Regions from separate parts of the Rattus norvegicus genome. Here region 2 is linked to region 1. Evidence: chromatin contacts called from public Hi-C data. All regions are on one chromosome and are shown on one strand. The core of a region is the stretch at or near the end of the contact, and the rest is flanking DNA. Distances in the headings are between cores, read along the strand shown. Region 1 holds the start of Lrrc24 (leucine rich repeat containing 24). Region 2 holds the start of Zfp7 (zinc finger protein 7).

Region 1 (4,178 bases), core at 670-3,169:
ACCAAGAGTTAGGCTTTTCTTGGGGGTTAACTCATACATTTTATTTCCTTTTGGGGAGGGTCTACTGTTTCTCTGGTTGGCCCAGAGATGTCTGTCTGCCTCTGGGTGCTGAGATTAAAGGCCTATGGCACTATGTCTAGCTTACTTCCTGTTCTCTCCTTTTCAAAAAATATTTTCTGTGCATGAGTGTTTTGCTTTGCATGTATGTGTGTGCATCTCATGCAAACCTGGGATCCTCAGAAGTCAGAAGAGGGCATCGGATCCCCTGGAACTGAATTTAGGATGGTTGTGAGCCACCATGTGGGTGCTGGGAATTCACCCCCAGCCCTACCCCAACTGAGACAGGGTCTCTTTCTATGTGTCCATGACTATCCTCAATCTCTGTGTAAAGCGGGCTGGCCTTGAACTCACAGAGATCCACCTGCCTCTGCCTCTCTAGTACTGGCATTAGAGACCTGAGCCTCCACACCTGATTGTTCCTTCTAATTTGTTGAGTCAGGGTCTTGCTATACTTGAACCTGAGACACTTGTAATCAAGCTCCCAAGTGGCAAGGTCACAGGGGGCGGCCCCATCACGCTTAGCTTTCTCAGGTAAGTTTTAGAGAACGGAGGGATAAGACAAACAGCAGGAAAAACAGTCCAGAGCCCATGCCTTGGCCCCAAAGCTGGTTCCAAACAGGTCTGTGTTTTTGGAGTAGATGAAGGTGTGTGTCCTGGCTGGGATGTGGGAGGAAACCTTAGGTCATCACTGGTTTTTAATTTTCTTCTTTCCTCCCGTCTGGGGATTGACCTCAGTTTCTCCCACACATCAAGCACAGGCTTAAGCACACAATATACCACTGAGTTCCTCTCCTATCATCACAACAGGGTATCTAGCTTTCTAAGTAGAATGTGGGAGCGGTGACCTCTGAAACTCTTAAGAAATGTGTTCTACAGTAGGTTAATGCATGTGCCTGGGAACTTAAGGACAGAAGGACTAGGGTCTAGTTCTAGCCACAATGGGCTCAGTTTTAACGGAGCTACCCGAAGCTGAGAAACCTGTTTTTTGAGGTTAAAGAAAATAGGACCAAGGGCGCACTGTTCTCAAGTGTCCAGGCTCATTTGGCAAGCTTTAGTGTTTTAATACCTGCTTATTCACCAGGTCTTCTTTGCTCTGAGTCAAGTTGAACTGTACTAAGTGGCCTTGGTGTTTGTCTCAATTTTGCACCAATTGGAAGTCACATGATCATTTAAAGTCAAAAGAGATGAAGCAGTACAGCAGTAAAGTTTTAATGGAATAGCTTTGGCGCAGGCAAAGGCAGCTCCTAGATATCTCAGGGCATGTGGAGCCCCAAGAAGTGGGGACGTTTGCTAGGTTTCTGGGTTTTATTTCCTGGTGCACGAATGGTTGGTCCCTGGCTCCAGGCCTCGCGCATCTGTTCAGCCTTCAGTAGCAAAGCCTTGATCTGTGCATTAGGGATCAGAGCTGCTGCTTATGCAGAAGCCCAGATGTGCATCAGTGCAAGATAGTCATGACAGGAATAAGGGCCCCTTACTAGACAAGCCCAAAAATCCTTTTATCAGGACATGATCCTCTAATCCTGGGCAGACGTGGGGTGTCGGTCTCCTGGGTGGCTATCTAGGGGGGAAGAAGGTGGAGAGGAGCCCTGTGTTCTCTGTCAGGCCCAGCTGAGGTCTCTGGCAGCCCTTGCGATCCGGCGCTTTTAACCAGCACTACCTCCCTTAACCGCCCCCTCCCGTTCCAGTGGGTCCGAGCCTGCTCATTGAGGGTGTGGTTTCCACCCCTTCCCATTGCCAGATCCTATGACCTTTTCTTGGTGCAGCAGTCAGAACCTAGAGGGTTCCGATCCCGCCCCCAAGCTCGGTGACCTTGGGCCAGGATCTCCCCCCCTCCCCGCCCCCTCACCTGCTCCAGTGGCGAGCGACTCCCCGCGGCGCTTGCGGCTGCAAGACTGGAGAAGCGGCGGGAGGGGGGGTGGATGTTGGGGTGGGCGCGCACGCGCACCGGCTCACGCGCGCCTTGCGCCTACTGCCTGACGTGACCGGCGCAGGCCAATCCGTGGTATGCAAAGCCGGTGCAAGGGTTAGAGGTGGCCGAGAAAGGATCTTTGTAGGGACAGAGGATAGCAGGGCTGCGCCAGAACCTTGGACAGCGCCAACCTACAGTCGCCCAGGGCTCACCTATGCGCGCGCGCACGCGAATGCACTCAGTCACCGTGCAGGTGACAGTGGACATCTAGGTTAACCTGGAGTTCTGAAGCCGAGAGGGGTAACCTGCGAATACTACAAAACCCAGTGTTTGCCCTAACCCTCCCCACACAGCCCCAGCCAGAGTCTCAGGGGGGCGGGGCAGCGAGCAGCAGCGGGGCCAGATCCATAGTTAGGGCGATACGCCGACCTTGCCACTGTACGTGAGAGGGGACCGTGGGTGAGTTAGGTCCATACTCGAAGCAAGCGCTGAGCTCGAAGGCCAGGGCCGAGCGCACTAGACCCACGCCGCCTGCCCGCTCCGGTGCTGGGTGGTACAGGCGCCCATTGGCCGCCAGGGGTAGCAAGCGAGCGGGCTCGAAGGGTATGGCCAGTGCCTCGCCGCCGCCGCAGTAGGAGAGACGAGGTGACTCGCTGTCGGAAGCCAGGAGGTGCGTGAAGACCACTGGCCGGTCTTCACAGCGCAGGAAGTTACGCTCTCTGCCACAAAGCGAGAGGAAAGGGAAGGAAGCCTCGTAGCGCCCGCTGTGGTTGGGTCTCAGACGGGAGAAGAAAGTGACCAGGAATTGCAGGTCTGTGGGAACAAAAGGCACGGACTGATCACGCTCGGTGACCAAGCTTCCCAGACACGCTCCTTTTCCTGGGCACACCAGCACTGGCATGAGCTAGCCTCCCACCCCCTTTGTGGATGGGGGCTTCCCTCAGAGTCGGGGTAGAGATAAGGGAGCAGTGCAGTAAGCAATACCTTTGAAGCAGGTGATAAAGTTCTTCATTTTGGAGTCATCTAGGAAAAGCTGCAGACAGAAGGAACACAGTGGACTGTAAGTCCTGGCAAGAAAGCCCGAAGGCCGGTGGTGTTTGCTGTCCTTGCTTTTCTGTGTGATTTGTTCGGGGCGGGGGCATGTGAAAGGGCCCTGCGGACTTTCTACAGACAGGTTTTCAGCATTGCAGCCCCCACCCCTTTTTCTACAGCAGACTTGACGGCCCTTTGTCACTAGCAATCACGAGCACTTGGCTCTAGGATTGGTGCTAGGACAGACTAGTGTGGGCGGGACTGCGATGCCGTGTAAGCAGCTGGCCCGGAATTTCCGGCTTCCAGCCTAGGCTTTGAACCCAAATCTACACGTAACACCTAACCCAGGTCTCGTCCCTAGAACCATTCCCCACCCGGTGCCCATTCCGCTGCTCCCCCGGGACTCCTCCCTCTGTCACTCGCCAGGCACACCTGGCCTTGGTGATCCACATAGTAGAAATACTCGCGGGTTCTGGGCTCCGGACTTTGGCCCTGTGTGTAGGAGACACGTTCGTTCCCACTGCAGGCCCGAGCTCTCTGCGACCTCGCCAAGACTAGAGCCAAGTTACGCATTGCCCCGCAAGGCGGCCACATCCTTTCACACCGGAAACAGATCACACAGTGCTGTGCTTGGGGTTTTGGGTTCCGCCGGCAGCACGTGCTCGGTGGGGCGGAGCTGTCTGACCCGCCTCCGGAAGTAGCTACGGGATGTGGACCCGCCCCCCACCCCCGCCGTGTCAGAAGTAAACTGGAGCACAGGTAGCGAGTGTGCACTTGAACTTTATTCACACGGAGCACTGTCCCCTCGATCCACACGTCCGAGGGAGCGCCTGCGGCCAGAGAGGTCCTGGAGAGGTCCAGGACCTGACCCAGAGAGCTGCGGGCCTCCGTATGGCGGGACTTTTGTTTTTAATAAATAAAAACTCTAAAAAATATATATATATATAAACAGGAGAAATGAAGTTTGACAATTTGTTTGAACTCAGATTCCAGAATGGAAAACGCAGACCAGTCCAGGCAGGTCTCATCCGCGCGCCGCCTGTGAGTGGAGTTTGGTCGGAGGCCGCGAGGTCAAAGGAGGGTGGTGCTAACTTGCTCAGCGCGAGGACCACACGGCAGTTCAAGAGATAAATAGCATCTGGTTAAAACTATGTCCTTAGCAAACTTAGTTCTGACA
Region 2 (3,835 bases), core at 62-2,561, 160 kb after region 1:
TCACTGTTGAAGATGTATTATTATTGTTTTAAATTTATTTTATGGGCTGGAGAGATGGCTCAGTGGTTAAGAGCACTGACTGCTCTTCCAGAGGTCCTGAGTTCAATTCCCAGCAACCACATGGTGGCTGACAACCATCTGTAATGGGATCTGATGCCCTCTTCTGGTGTGTCTGAAGACAGCAACATATACTCATATACAAAATAAATAAATAAATCTTTAAAAAATAACAAAAAGATATCTTTAAATTTATTTTATAAGCATTGGCATGAGTGTCAGATTCCCTGGAATTGGATTTACAGACATTTGTGAGCCGTCATGTTGGTGCCAGGAGTTGAACTGGGATCCTCTGGATGTGCACTCAGTGCTCTCAGCCACTGAGGCATCTCTCCAGACCCACAGATACATTATTTAAGACTTTACCTTACTTTTTCACATTTAGTCTTGGCATTTGTATGTGTCTTCAGATCCAGTTTGTGACCTCTGCTCTGAGTCTTTAAGTCTCAGAGTATTGGTCTGGGGACAATCCAGCGATCCTTTTTTGCAAGAAGCTGAGGAGAGTTTAGACCATGGTAGCAACTGCCCCTTGACATCCAAAACAGAGAGCCCTGGGCTAGAGACCTCTATTGGGGTTCTCCCTCCATAGCCTCTCAGATCCTAGAGTGTCTGACCCAACAGCCATAGAGAACTCCACTCCAGCCTCCAGCTTCCCCTACCTGTTCCCTTAAAGCCCCAGACCAGCGTCCTCTCTGCCACCAGATAGTAAAGACATCTGGTGCTCACTAGCGTTCCTTATGCTAAGGAAAAGCTAACAGGCTACATCCTGACAGGGTAAGCCTGAAAAAAAAAACAAAAAAAACACAGAATCCTAAGCTGGTGATTCAAGGGGAGTCTGACCCAGCAGGGATGACTTTCCCTGAAGGCCAGCTCTTCCAGCCTGCAGATAGGATTTTTCTCTCACGCAGCTCCGCTCACCAGCCACAGCGGCCCACAGCAGGTTAAACATTCTACTGTGGGCTCCGCCTCCGCTAGACGATCGCCGGAATCTGACCGAGTCCCCGCCTCTGGCCCCGCCTCCTGCTCGCGCCTCCGCCTTCCTTGACCTTCAGCCACACCTCCCGGCCCACACTCCACGTCCTGCCCTCAGACTCTAGACCAGCTCTTTACAGGGTGACAACTTGTGGCCCCGCCCCCGAGGTTACAGGAGTGGGGGCGATGCTGGAGAAGCAACTGGGTGCTTTGGCCTGCGAGCGGATCCGAACGGACGGAAGTCGGCCGGGTGGGACACAGAGGGATAGGCGTGCAAAGCCGTTTCCGGTGGCTAGATTGTTGGCGGGTCCCTGACGCGTCCCGGCCGGTGAGTTGCAGTTGCTTTTCTTGTTGTCAGGACAAGGGGCACTTGCCTCTCCCTCCCCAAAAGAGATGGTAGGCGCAGGCGGCTCGGTGCTGTTGTGAGTGCCTGGTGGGCGACTTGGTCCCAGTGGATGCGGGTTGAATAGCCGAGCACCCCAGCCCCTCTAGCCTGCTCCCGAGCTCCAGGGTCGGGCCTGAGTAAGGTTGCTTCCCTCCAGGCCTGGGTCTGGCTGCGGCCTCCCTAGTTCCTTGAGTAATCACTTTCTGGGACCATCTCTCACCTCTGCACCTGAATGACCTGGAGTCGGTGACAAGAGGCTGACAGTGTTGTCACGGTTGTGGACTCAGATGGCACCTCAGGATTTGCCCTTCTGTATCTGAGACCGCGATTTCCCATTGGCTGTCAAAATGCTGAGGTCTGAGAGGGGAACCCTTTTTTTTTTTTTCCGGAGCTGGGGACCGAACCCAGGGTCTTGCGCTTCCTAGGCAAGCGCTCTACCACTGAGCTAAATCCCCAACCCCGGTAACCCTTTTCTAATGTTCACTGCTACTTGGGCTAGCCAGTGGCCAGATACCTGGGCCAAAAGCCAGCTAGGAAGCCAGCTTCCTCCCTCCCATTTTGACCTCCCTGTTAGGTGTTTGTGTGTGCCAGGAGGGGCCTCAGAGCTTTGGTCCTCTGTTGATGTCATTCTTGTGACTTTGGGCATCTATAGCCTGTTCTGGAATTTAGGTACGCGGGTACAGGGATTCTGTTTTTCCTTCTGAAGAAAAAAATGTTTTTTTCTGGCCCTGCCTGCTACTGCCTCCAGTTAACTCTACTGCCCTCGCCCACTCTGGTTCACAGACTGCCACACTTTGGTCTATTTTAAGGTCCTAAAGTGCATTTCATACCTTGACCACCACCTTGGCCTAAGTCCCCGGGGAAGGCATCCTTTAAACTTTACCAGAGTTTCTCATTAAACACATTCCTAGTCCCCGTACTTCAGCCCTATCATGGATGTGATTTTTTTTTTCTTTTTCTTTTTTCTTTTTTTCGGAGCTGGGGACCGAACGAACCCAGGGCCTTGTGCTCGCTAGGCAAGCGCTCTACCGCTGAGCTAAATCCCCAGCCCACTGGATGTGATTTTATATGTGGTTATTTGTCTTTTCTACCGATGTCCCATGAAGGCAAAGTTCCTGTAAATTCAGTTGTCTCCCTCATTGTTCAGTTGTGGCCTATGGCAGCCACTCACTCATTCATTCATTCATTCATTCATTCTTGGTTTATCAAGACAGGGTTTCTCTGAGTAGTCTTAGCTGTCCTGGAGCTCATTCTGTGGACCAGGCTGGCTTCGAACTCAGAGACTAAAGGTGTGTTTCAACACCCCCCACCCCAGCAGCCGTACATCATGGCTCAAGCCCTCACTCCCACACAGACAGGTGGCTCAGGATCTGATACTCAAATGTCAGTGCTGCCTTTGCCCAGTCTGGTGTGTCTGTATGTCTGGCATGGGTGGAAAAGAAACAGGGGGTTCACCCTGGGAATTGGGGGACTTCCTCCACTCTGACCTCTGATCTTTTCATAATTTCTCACAGGTGTCTGAGTCAAGACCAGCGGGTCCCACCCTCCCCATCTCATGGTAGGAAGCCTAGCTGCCTGTGTCCCCTCTCTACTACTGTTAAGCCCCCACTTCCTACTTTGAGGATCTATCCTTTCCCCTGGGCCTGATCACGCATCTAGCTGTGACCCTCATTGTGGCTTCTGCCAGGCTCAGCCCCTGCCTGTTCAGTGGGAGGAGCGTAAGGTCACTCCCTTGGATTAAGTCCCTTCTTTTCTTCTAAGATTTAGGAGCCAAAAGGATCCCCATGACTCTAATTCAATCTCATGGGTCACCTGCTTGAGATATAATATATTCTAGGGCCATAGAAGAGCTGGCACCTAGGGGTATCTGGGATGCTGTGTGTGTCCTTTCAGGAGACGGTGACATTTGGCGACGTGGCTGTGCACTTCTCTCGGGAAGAGTGGCAATGTCTGGATTCCGGTCAGAGGGCCCTCTACAGGGAGGTGATGCTGGAGAACCACAGCAGTGTGGCTGGGCTAGGTGAGGCTACTCCTCGGGGTCGTTACACACACTACACTTGTCAGAGACGGAGTGTGGATGCTAACTGTTTGGGCCTTAGGGGCTAAACTTTGAATCTGAGTGTCCAGGCTAGCTCCCGACGTTACACAACGTTACCCAGCTAGGTAAGGAGTAGGCTAGACAAGTGGACTTCTGGGAACCAGTCAAACCTGTTTCTCCCACACTATCAAATTATCAGGTGGGAAATGGAACCCACAGTTGAAATAGCTTAAACAAAACACAGGAAAAAAAAAAAAAGGAAAAAGATCTTGTTATTGTGAGGAATCTCCAGGGAAAACTGTTCTGGAACCAGTGTAGGGTGACACCTGAGTCATTTCCTTCCGTCTGCCCTGCCATCTGACAACTCCCGTTCCTGCTGCCTT

Evidence for each region. A called contact is a pair of places that touch in the nucleus more often than the background predicts.
Region 2: a Hi-C map of liver shows a contact between it and region 1, with 3 times the contacts expected there. The contact joins the promoter of Zfp7 here to the promoter of Lrrc24 in region 1. A contact is called at or near these places in 1 of 12 Hi-C or Micro-C datasets (liver) and 1 of 1 datasets of contacts at active chromatin or transcription factors (oligodendrocytes).

Annotation. Positions count from the first base shown.
Region 1 is chr7:110,323,155-110,327,332 of GRCr8, forward strand. Lrrc24 (leucine rich repeat containing 24) reads right to left here and starts at 1,920. Exons shown (of 7, transcript NM_001135896.1): 1 at 1,907-1,920. It overlaps C7h8orf82 (similar to human chromosome 8 open reading frame 82), which reads right to left and starts at 3,598. Exons shown (of 3, transcript NM_001007751.1): 1 at 3,434-3,598; 2 at 2,954-3,002; 3 at 1,254-2,782. The coding sequence starts at 3,595. The coding sequence ends at 2,337. Arhgap39 (Rho GTPase activating protein 39) reads right to left here. Exons shown (of 12, transcript NM_173122.3): 12 at 3,764-4,178.
Region 2 is chr7:110,487,067-110,490,901 of GRCr8, forward strand. Zfp7 (zinc finger protein 7) reads left to right here and starts at 1,312. Exons shown (of 5, transcript NM_001401065.1): 1 at 1,312-1,357; 2 at 2,929-2,972; 3 at 3,308-3,434. The coding sequence starts at 2,970.